Regions from separate parts of the Arachis hypogaea genome. Here region 1 is linked to region 2. The links are chromatin contacts, called in public Hi-C maps. All regions are on one chromosome and are shown on one strand. The core of a region is the stretch at or near the end of the contact, and the rest is flanking DNA. Distances in the headings are between cores, read along the strand shown.

Region 1 (4,544 bases), core at 634-3,133, 440 kb before region 2:
CTCACTCTAACTTTTCGTAATCTAATTTGAGCAATATGATCACTTAATTAACCGATTGATTAGTTGCGGTTCTTACAAACCCTAATCCACAAGTTCTAACTAACTTACTAATTGAATTAGTAAAAGATTAGCGTTAGTGGAAACAAAGTTAATTAATATTTTTAAATTATCAATCAACTTGGGTATTAATGACTCATTGTCATCCAATTTCTTAACTCAAGCTAAGAATGTAAAATCTACTCTATAACTAAGTGAGACATTTCATCAAACACTTAGTGTGCATATAAATAAAACTTCATAAATTGCAAGAATAGTAAAAATTATAACTACCCAATGCAAGAAATTAATAACAACTCAAGTAAGTAAAAATAAAGTATAAAATATCAAATTTATTAAAGAAAATTGAGAATTCAACTAGGATTCATAGACTAAAATAGCAAACTAAAGGAAGTAACAATAAATTTTAAGAAACTAGAGTAGCAAAATAAGAAATTATAAACAAAGAACTATAATTAAACAAACTAAAACCTAAAAATAAGAGATAAATTCATAAAAAAAAATTAAATTCTAGATAGAAAAGCTCTTTAGAATTCAAGGTCCAAACCCTAAAAAAAAAAGAAAAAAAATAAATATATGTATTGTAGTGTAGTTTCCTTCTCCAAAATTTGGCTTCAAAATATCATCTCGCAACTGTTGGGAGTCTTGGGAAGCCCAAATCATAAATACACATGCTTCAATAATCAAGACATGTGATCCAACCTCGCATACGTGAGAAAAGCTCGCGCATGCGAAATTTTTGTTCATGTGAGGAAATGTCGTTTGCGCGAGCTGCCAGACAGCTTCTTTTTCAAACTGCTTCCTGTAACAACCTAATTTTCAGTATGACATGCTCATACCGAAACATTGAGTGTTACCAACTTGAAGTTACATTAACACTGTTATTAATAATATCAAGCTTGTAATCGGGTTAACGGAACTCGATTTTTATGAAAACCTTCCTCGAAAATTGCAAATGAGCATAAACGCGAGATTACGCAAACCAAAAATTTAAATATGTTGTGACACTCTACCACATAGAATTTTACGTTTAAAAGAGAAGATAGGTTTAAGCATAGAATTTTCGTCACTCTCACAAAACGATAATGGTAGAAAGCGTAGATTACAGAAACAGGAGAAACAATAGAAGGTAGAATTCCAGAGGTGATAGGAATATTTGGATGATAATTGTTATGAAAATTTGGAATATGAGAAAAGAGAGAGGAAATAGAAGTGAATTTGAAGATAAATGGTGGGATAATTTGAAAATTTTATTAAAAAGTCATACAAAATTAGAGTTTAGATACCTTTGTCGTTTGAAATCCATGGTTGAGGGGAGAAAGTTTAGGGGTCTAACATTTTTATTAAAATTTGACCAGTATTTAAACTAGTAAAAGAAAAATGAGTAATTTCACACCATTGGATGAAATCTCACACCATTAAAAACACAAATAATAGCTAATTAATGGTTACAAATCACAAAATTTGCTCTCTAACACTCCTCGTTGATAGGTATAACATTAATTTTTTTTTAGTAGATACTTTTGTCAGCATTAATAAATTTCATAAATACAACATTATTTTTTTTAATTCTAGGAGTTCCTAAAAGAGTACCATAAATAACCAATTTGGGTTGGTCAAGTGGTCAGCTCACTCGTCCGCTTAAGCAAGTGTCGGGGGTTCAAATCCCGCCTTGTGCATGCAGCAACCCATTGGCAGCGGCAGACCCCTAATTGGAACTCCGATTTGCGACAGATTAGTTCTTGACCTGTGGGGTTGAAGGATTGAGCAACAAAAAAAAAAAAGAGTACCATAAATTGCTTGCACAGACGGAGTGGTCCACTGTATCTGCCACCCAGAAACAAAATACAAAAGCAATACTAAATAGTGACAAACCTTCGTCGTCCTTCGCCAATTCCTTACACTCCCATTTGCGACCTTTCCTATGCCCAATTTGATCGAAATTAGAATCCATCGTCCCCAATAATTCCTTTATTATTTTCTTATTATTAAATTATTAATTTTATTTTTATCATTCACAACGCCAACAACTACTTTAGCATTATCAATTTATCATCATCCAACAACAATATCATCATATTCATTCTCCATTGTTTCCTCTCTCTCTCTCCTCGTCATTCGTCAACACTTGCCAACTATTTAAGTTACCCAAAGATGCTTCGTTTTCATCATATCGTTAGAGTTTCTCTATTTGCATCCAAAGCTTCAACCTTTCCTCTTACCTCTCTTTCTCTTTCAACATCAATTCCCAAAAGAACTACCTTCGCACTTCGATCACAAATGACTTCTTTCTCTTCTTCTTCTTCCTCTTCCTCCTCAAAGCTCTTGTTTCGCCAGCTTTTCGAGAAGGAATCGTCTACATACACGTACCTTCTTGCTGATGCATCACACCCCGATAAACCAGCGCTTGTAAGTTTCCAACTTTTTGTTTTCTTTTTCTTTCTTTTTTTTACTGCTGGAATTGTCTGAGAGATTCTATGAAGGTCAAGCTTTTCAAGAAAAAAGTGGGGTCTCCTTATTCTGAATAAAAATTTGATTTTGAAAGTGGGGTCTCTTTCGATATGCGTGCCAAGTGTTTGAGGGATTGCATAATGGTTTATTCTGTTATGTTGAATTGATCAATGATGAATTCTTTTTTTTTTTTAAAACAAATTTAGTTGATAGACCCTGTAGATAGAACAGTGGATAGAGACTTATCCCTTATTCAAGAGCTGGGATTGAAGCTTGTGTATGCCATGAACACTCATGTACATGCTGATCATGTCACTGGGACTGGCCTTATCAAGGTGGGCAGCTGTTGAATTATTGTTATGTTCATTTAATTTGTTTTATATGTGTTTTGTTGTGTACTTATTTTGAATAGAGCAAAGTTCCGGGTGTAAAATCTATTATTTCGAAAGCAAGTGGTGCAACGGCTGATCTTTTTGTGGAACCAGGTGATAAAGTCCATTTTGGTGATCTTTTTTTGGAGGTGAGTCCATAGTGACCTTGATTCTCTTTTTCTACCTTTGTATTGCATACTCTCTGCTGGATTATCTCTAAGGGAATACTTTTAATTATAATTAATCATAAAAAGTAGCAAGTTATGTGATGCAATGAGCTGCATACTTGTTCCTGGACCAGGATTTCAGTAACTATGGGTAAGGCTGCAGCTGCAGGGCTAGTTTGATGTTGCAGCTATTTTGTTCTGCAATGCCCAGTATTTAGAGTGCTATAAATTGAGTTTTGTGTCTCGGGTTTCCTAATGACACGAATTATCAATAATACATTACATTTCATTAGGTTTGAGATTGCTTTTGTAGTCTTTGATAAATTTGAAAATTGGATCCATAAAATATTTGGAAGTGTTAAATAGAATTAGATGCGGCCTCTAGTTATTAAAACAACATCAGTTAAAATACGGCTACTTAAGAACTAGTTAGGCGTATAGATAAATGATAGATATGTCATTAGACATTAGTTGCAGGTCTTTTTTTTAAAAGACATGAGTTGCAGCTTAATCATATATACTAAATTATGATCGCTTTGAAAAGATGGCATTTAAGGCTGAAAACTTTGTTGAGAAACAAAGGAGGCCAATCCATAATGACTCAATGTTATTTTTATCAAGGATGAAATGAAGAATTCTCTTACTAGTTTTGCCTCCTTGTACACTTGGGATAAAAAAAGAGGTCAAGCCATAACTCACTTTTCTTTTGTTGACTGTCGCCTATTCTTTTCCTTTTCATTTTTTTGGTCAAGTGGATTTATTTTTCTTCTTTTGCAAGGGTGTTGATATCGTACTTGTCTTATGATTTATTGTATGAGCTACTCTGTAATACATTTTATGGCATTGCTCTCTGTAGGTTCGAGCTACTCCTGGTCATACCTTGGGTTGCGTTACCTATGTTACAGGAGATGCTTCTGATCAACCTCAACCTAGGATGGCATTCACTGGAGATGCCCTATTAATACGTGGATGTGGAAGGACTGACTTTCAGGTATATAATACTGTATTTCCATTTCCTTTTGTTTCTGCTTCTCAAAGGCCTTCAGAGTTATATGAACGAAGAACAATGGATAAGTTTGCATTTTCCTATAGACTGATACAGGGCTGGTGATTCTTACCATATTATCTTGAAGCAATGAACTATATGTAGTCAATTGTATCTGATTCTGTAATTGTTATGCAGGGTGGGAGTTCGGAGCAGCTTTACAAATCAGTATATTCACAGGCATGACTTTAAGATGATTATGCATTATGTTAAGCATAAACTCAGACAAGTAGACCAAGAACTAAGAGAGATAATATATTTCTTGTTCCAAAAGTTCGGTATAATTATGACTCACTCGCATATTTTTTGGGAACAGATTTTTACACTGCCCAAGGATACATTTATCTACCCAGCTCATGACTACAAAGGATTCAGTGTATGGAAAGTTTTTAGGTTTTTGCTTGCCAAACCTATTATTAGAGAGTTGCTTACAAGTTACTGATTTCAGGTAAG
Region 2 (4,440 bases), core at 660-3,159:
TTGGCTGCTACAACCTAACTCACTTCCTCATCATTGATGTATTCCTTAGCCACGCTTTGGATTTCTTGCATGGACCAGACGGATTTAGTAGTGAGGTGTTTTCTAAAGTCCTCGTTCAGCAGGCTGTTCGTTAGGCAGAGACTAGCGACTGAGTCCGTGAGGCCGTCGATCTCCAAGCACTCATCGTTGAATCTGTCTAGAAACTTCCTGGTCGGCTCTTCGGGTTTTTGGTAACCCCTAATAAGTTGATTGGGTGTTTTTCCTTGGCTATGCGCGTTGTGAACCGATCCAAGAAGCTTTGGGAAATGTTTGCAAAAGCTGTGATGGATCCTTGTGGGAGGGCGTTGAACCATCGGATCGCTGGGCCAGCTAGCATTACAGGGAACGCTCGGCATCTGACAGCGTCGTCTACTCCTTCCAAGTTCATTCTTTCTTCAAAAGTTGTGAGGTGCTCCTGAGGGTCCTTGGTCCCATCGTACCTCATGTCCGTCGGCTTGTCGAAGTTCTTCGGAAGCCGGACCTTGAGGATTGAGGGGTGGAAAGGGGTGGCTCCTATGATGATGGGATCCTGTTGTTTCTTCACCCTCCCTCTTTGGGACTCCCTCTGGCTCTCGGACCTGCCCTGGGTAGGCCGGGAGGTCGCCTGTGTTTGCGCCTCGTCGTGCCTTGTTGGGCTCCTTTCTCGGCTCTCGTGTCTTCGGGAGGGGGAGCGAGTACGGGTGCGAGATCGGCTGTCGTCGCCGTGGGAGTGGCTTCTCGCTGCCAGTTCCCGCTCAAGGTTTTGTACTCAGTGTCTGAGTTCTTGCATGATCTTGGCGCTGTCGGCCCCTGTTCCTCCGAAGGGACGTCTTTCGGGGGTCTTAGTGTAGATTGGTTGGTTTGGCTGAACGGAGGATCTTGGCTGTTCGCCGGCACGAACTGTCGAGCTCGCCCTGTGATAAACCACTATTTTATGGTTTATCTTGTGCTCAATTGAGTGGTTTTTATCAACTATTTACCCACTTATTCATACTATTTGCATGGTTTTACATTTGCCTTCCTAATTATGTGCTTTGATTGAAAACATGCTTCTTTGGCCTTAAGTTCCCTATGATTAATCCTCTCTTATTACCATTAGATGCCTTGATATGTGTGTTAAGTGATTTCAGAGATTACCCTGCTCAGGCGGGCTCCACCTCCTTCTCAGAGTTCCTCCGATGTGGGGGGTCGCTCCATGCCTGCTCCAGGGTCCCACAGACGGCGCCAATGTTCGTTACCTGAAGATCTCAGGTGCTCGATGGGTCGGATGCCGATGAGGGGAGGAGGGGTAGAGACCCTGAGTCGACTTGGGGATAAAAGGGGTGTGAACTGCGAGTTGGGAGCGCCGGAGGTAATGCGACGAAGGGGGGGAGGCCACCTGCAAGGACACTCCGACGATCAAGTTAGAGTCCGTACGAAGTGATGGCCGAATTAGGTAAAAGCGTGACGTACCTTGGGGGGAGAGTTGTCCTCTCCCCTTATATACTGTGCTGGGCGGGTCTAGTGATGACCTAGCCCATTAGTTAAGGAGCTTGTGAGCTGTCCTAATCTACGTGGGAGGGGGCAGGTCATCCCGAACTTCGGGTCGAGACTTCGGACGCTATCCCGAGGATACCAACCCAGAAGATGGCATGGTTCGTACGGGTGGTAGGTCGGGCGTGCCTTAAGTCGGGTATTAGGAGCTGACCCGTTGAACTCCTTTCTATTGAGGAGGTTTGGGCCTGGGTCGGGGGTGGTGCCCCGACCCAACGGCTAATTGGGCTGGACTCGACGGTCCGTAACAATACTTTAACTTATATTTTAAATATTAATAATTAATTAATAACTAAAAATAATAAATTTTAATAATCTTCTAAATTATTTTGTGTGCTGTAGAATTTCATTGTAGCCTTATAAAAGCCACCGAAGTGGCATCGGCAAGTATCATCCAAGTGAACTACATTAATTAATTAATTTCCTTTTTGTTTTCTTTCTTTGTCCTTCACTTTCTGGCTCCCTCTTCCACAACCCCAAAGAAACAGGAACATGATAAGAATATCTTCCCCAACTGCAATATGTTTCATCATAGTGGTTCCTTTGGTTCTTCTATGGGCATGGAAGCTTCTCAATTGGCTATGGCTGAGGCCAAAGAGATTGGAGAAGCTTCTAAGAGCTCAGGGACTTCAAGGCAACAAATACAGGGTTCTTGTCGGGGATTCAATGGAGATGATCAACATGATCAAGGAAGGTGCCAAATCTCAACAACACAACACTCTTTCCAATGATAAAGATGTAGCACCACATGTCTTCTCTTTTATCCATCACACTGTTCAAAAATTTGGTAATCTTATTTATCTTTTATGTTGAAGATTTAATGTTATTTTCCTTTATGTATAGAATTTTAGATTCAAACTTCATTATTCTCAATGTAACAAGGAAAAAAAATGCTATTTTTCTTTTTTGAAAGCAGTTACTTTAGCTATTTATTTAATCCATATATCGAACTAATTTTTTATTTAAATAAAAGAAATATATGATTTTTCAATTCAAACAAAACTGGAAAAAGTTACCTATTTATGTTTCGTGATTGATATTGGTGTATTATGGAGCACAAATATGTAAACCCCCCTCCCCTCTCTTTTTCTAAATTGGATAAATTTGGTAAATCATATATTCAATTTATTTAAATAAAAAAACACCTATTAGGCAGTTGAATGAGTTATATATCACAGATCATCAAACATGTCCATGTATGTGTAGGTAAGAATTCTTTTGTCTGGGAAGGTACAACACCAAAGGTCATAATCACAAATCCTGATCAAATCAAAGAAGTCTTTAACAAGATCAATGATTTTGAGAAACCCACGTTGAACCCTCTTGTCAAGTTATTGGGCAACGGACTCGCAAACTATGACAGTGAGAAATGGCAAAAACATCGAAAGATTATCAACCCGGCTTTCCATTTTGAAAAATTAAAGGTAATATATATTTTTTTAAGAAGGATGATTTATACTCTATTCAGTGACGGACCCAGAAAATTTTAAGAGTGAGGGCAAATATATATATATATATATAAATTTTGTTAAATATTATTAATTATATGAAGATATAAAAATTAAAAAGAATTAGCGAACACTTTTATTCTTAAAATACTATTTATTATATATAATTTATAAAAATATTTTTTTATTTCTAAAATTTAAAATTAAAATATTTTAATTAAATTATAGATAACTTATTATCCTAACTAATCTTTTTATACACATTTAATAATAAAAGATTGAATTAACTGACATATTAGCGCATAATAATACATTAGTATTTATAATTTGAAATTAGAATTATATATAAATACTAGAAAAATTAAATCTTTATATAAAAAGTATGTTTATATAAAATAATAAAAACATAATTTTTATAATTTTTTTTTCTAAAATAATTAAATTTGTTATATATTTTTTAATTTAATTTTGATATAATGTTAGATAAAATATTTTATGTATCTGTTTAATTATATATTATAATTAAAATATTTTTTATCATTATTTTTAAAAATAAAAAATATATTCTAAATTAGTAAATTAATTAGTTCATTTTAAAATTTTATATGCAACATAGGTACATATAATAGAACAAAAGATAAAAAATAAGTAATAAGGATGAATAAATCGAGAATAAAATAAAATATATAAAGTCACGAAAAAAATAAAATATTAGATTGATACCTAAACTATAATTGTTTGAATTAAAAATTGCAATTGAAAATATCAAAAAGAAAAATAATGAAATTGAAAGATACATAGAGTCATGGAGAGCTATATAAAAAAATTGGAGAATTTAAAATTTACTTTTTGATGAAGAGAAGATGACCATTAGACAAGGAATAAAAAAAGAAGGTTGAAAATATAAAAATAAGAAGAGGGTTTAAGAGAATAAAGAATTGACGGTACAATAATTAAATTTGATTAGGTTAAATAATAGTCAAAATGATAAAAAAAAATAAAAAAATAAATTTAAAATTTTAGCTAATTAAATTTATTTTATTTATAGTGGGATCATTTAAAATTTGAAATGGAGACATATTATATATAACTATATCTTTTAAACAAAAATTAAAAACATCATGAAGACAAGTGACCCCTCATTTGTATGCTTGGGTCCGTTCCCTGACTCTATTTGATTACTAGATATAGAAGAATTAATTATCTTTAATATTTCGAGTCTTAAAACTATTTACTTTATTTAATATTAGGAATATGTTTTAGAAGGTTTGTTAAGTGATGAAATTAATATTTAAATTTGTCTAAGTTACACTCTTACTTCAATCTAGTTCTCAAAGTTTTGGTTTAATCAATTTAGCCTTTTAATTTGGCATTCGTGAGTCGTGACTTATATTAGTGTGTGATATTATTTTTATCACTGAATCATTAGTAGCATTTTAAA

Evidence for each region. A called contact is a pair of places that touch in the nucleus more often than the background predicts.
Region 1: a Hi-C map of leaf shows a contact between it and region 2, with 2.3 times the contacts expected there. The contact joins the promoter of LOC112771278 here to the promoter of LOC112772325 in region 2. A contact is called at or near these places in 2 of 8 Hi-C or Micro-C datasets (both in leaf).

The regions. Positions count from the first base shown.
Region 1 is chr18:41,428,577-41,433,120 of arahy.Tifrunner.gnm2.J5K5, reverse strand. LOC112771278 (persulfide dioxygenase ETHE1 homolog, mitochondrial) reads left to right here and starts at 1,883. Exons shown (of 9, transcript XM_025815971.3): 1 at 1,883-2,466; 2 at 2,715-2,843; 3 at 2,921-3,028; 4 at 3,903-4,037; 5 at 4,230-4,271; 6 at 4,408-4,467; 7 at 4,540-4,544. The coding sequence starts at 2,212.
Region 2 is chr18:40,987,175-40,991,614 of arahy.Tifrunner.gnm2.J5K5, reverse strand. LOC112772325 (11-oxo-beta-amyrin 30-oxidase) reads left to right here and starts at 1,909. Exons shown (of 5, transcript XM_025817251.2): 1 at 1,909-2,338; 2 at 2,758-2,975. The coding sequence starts at 2,044.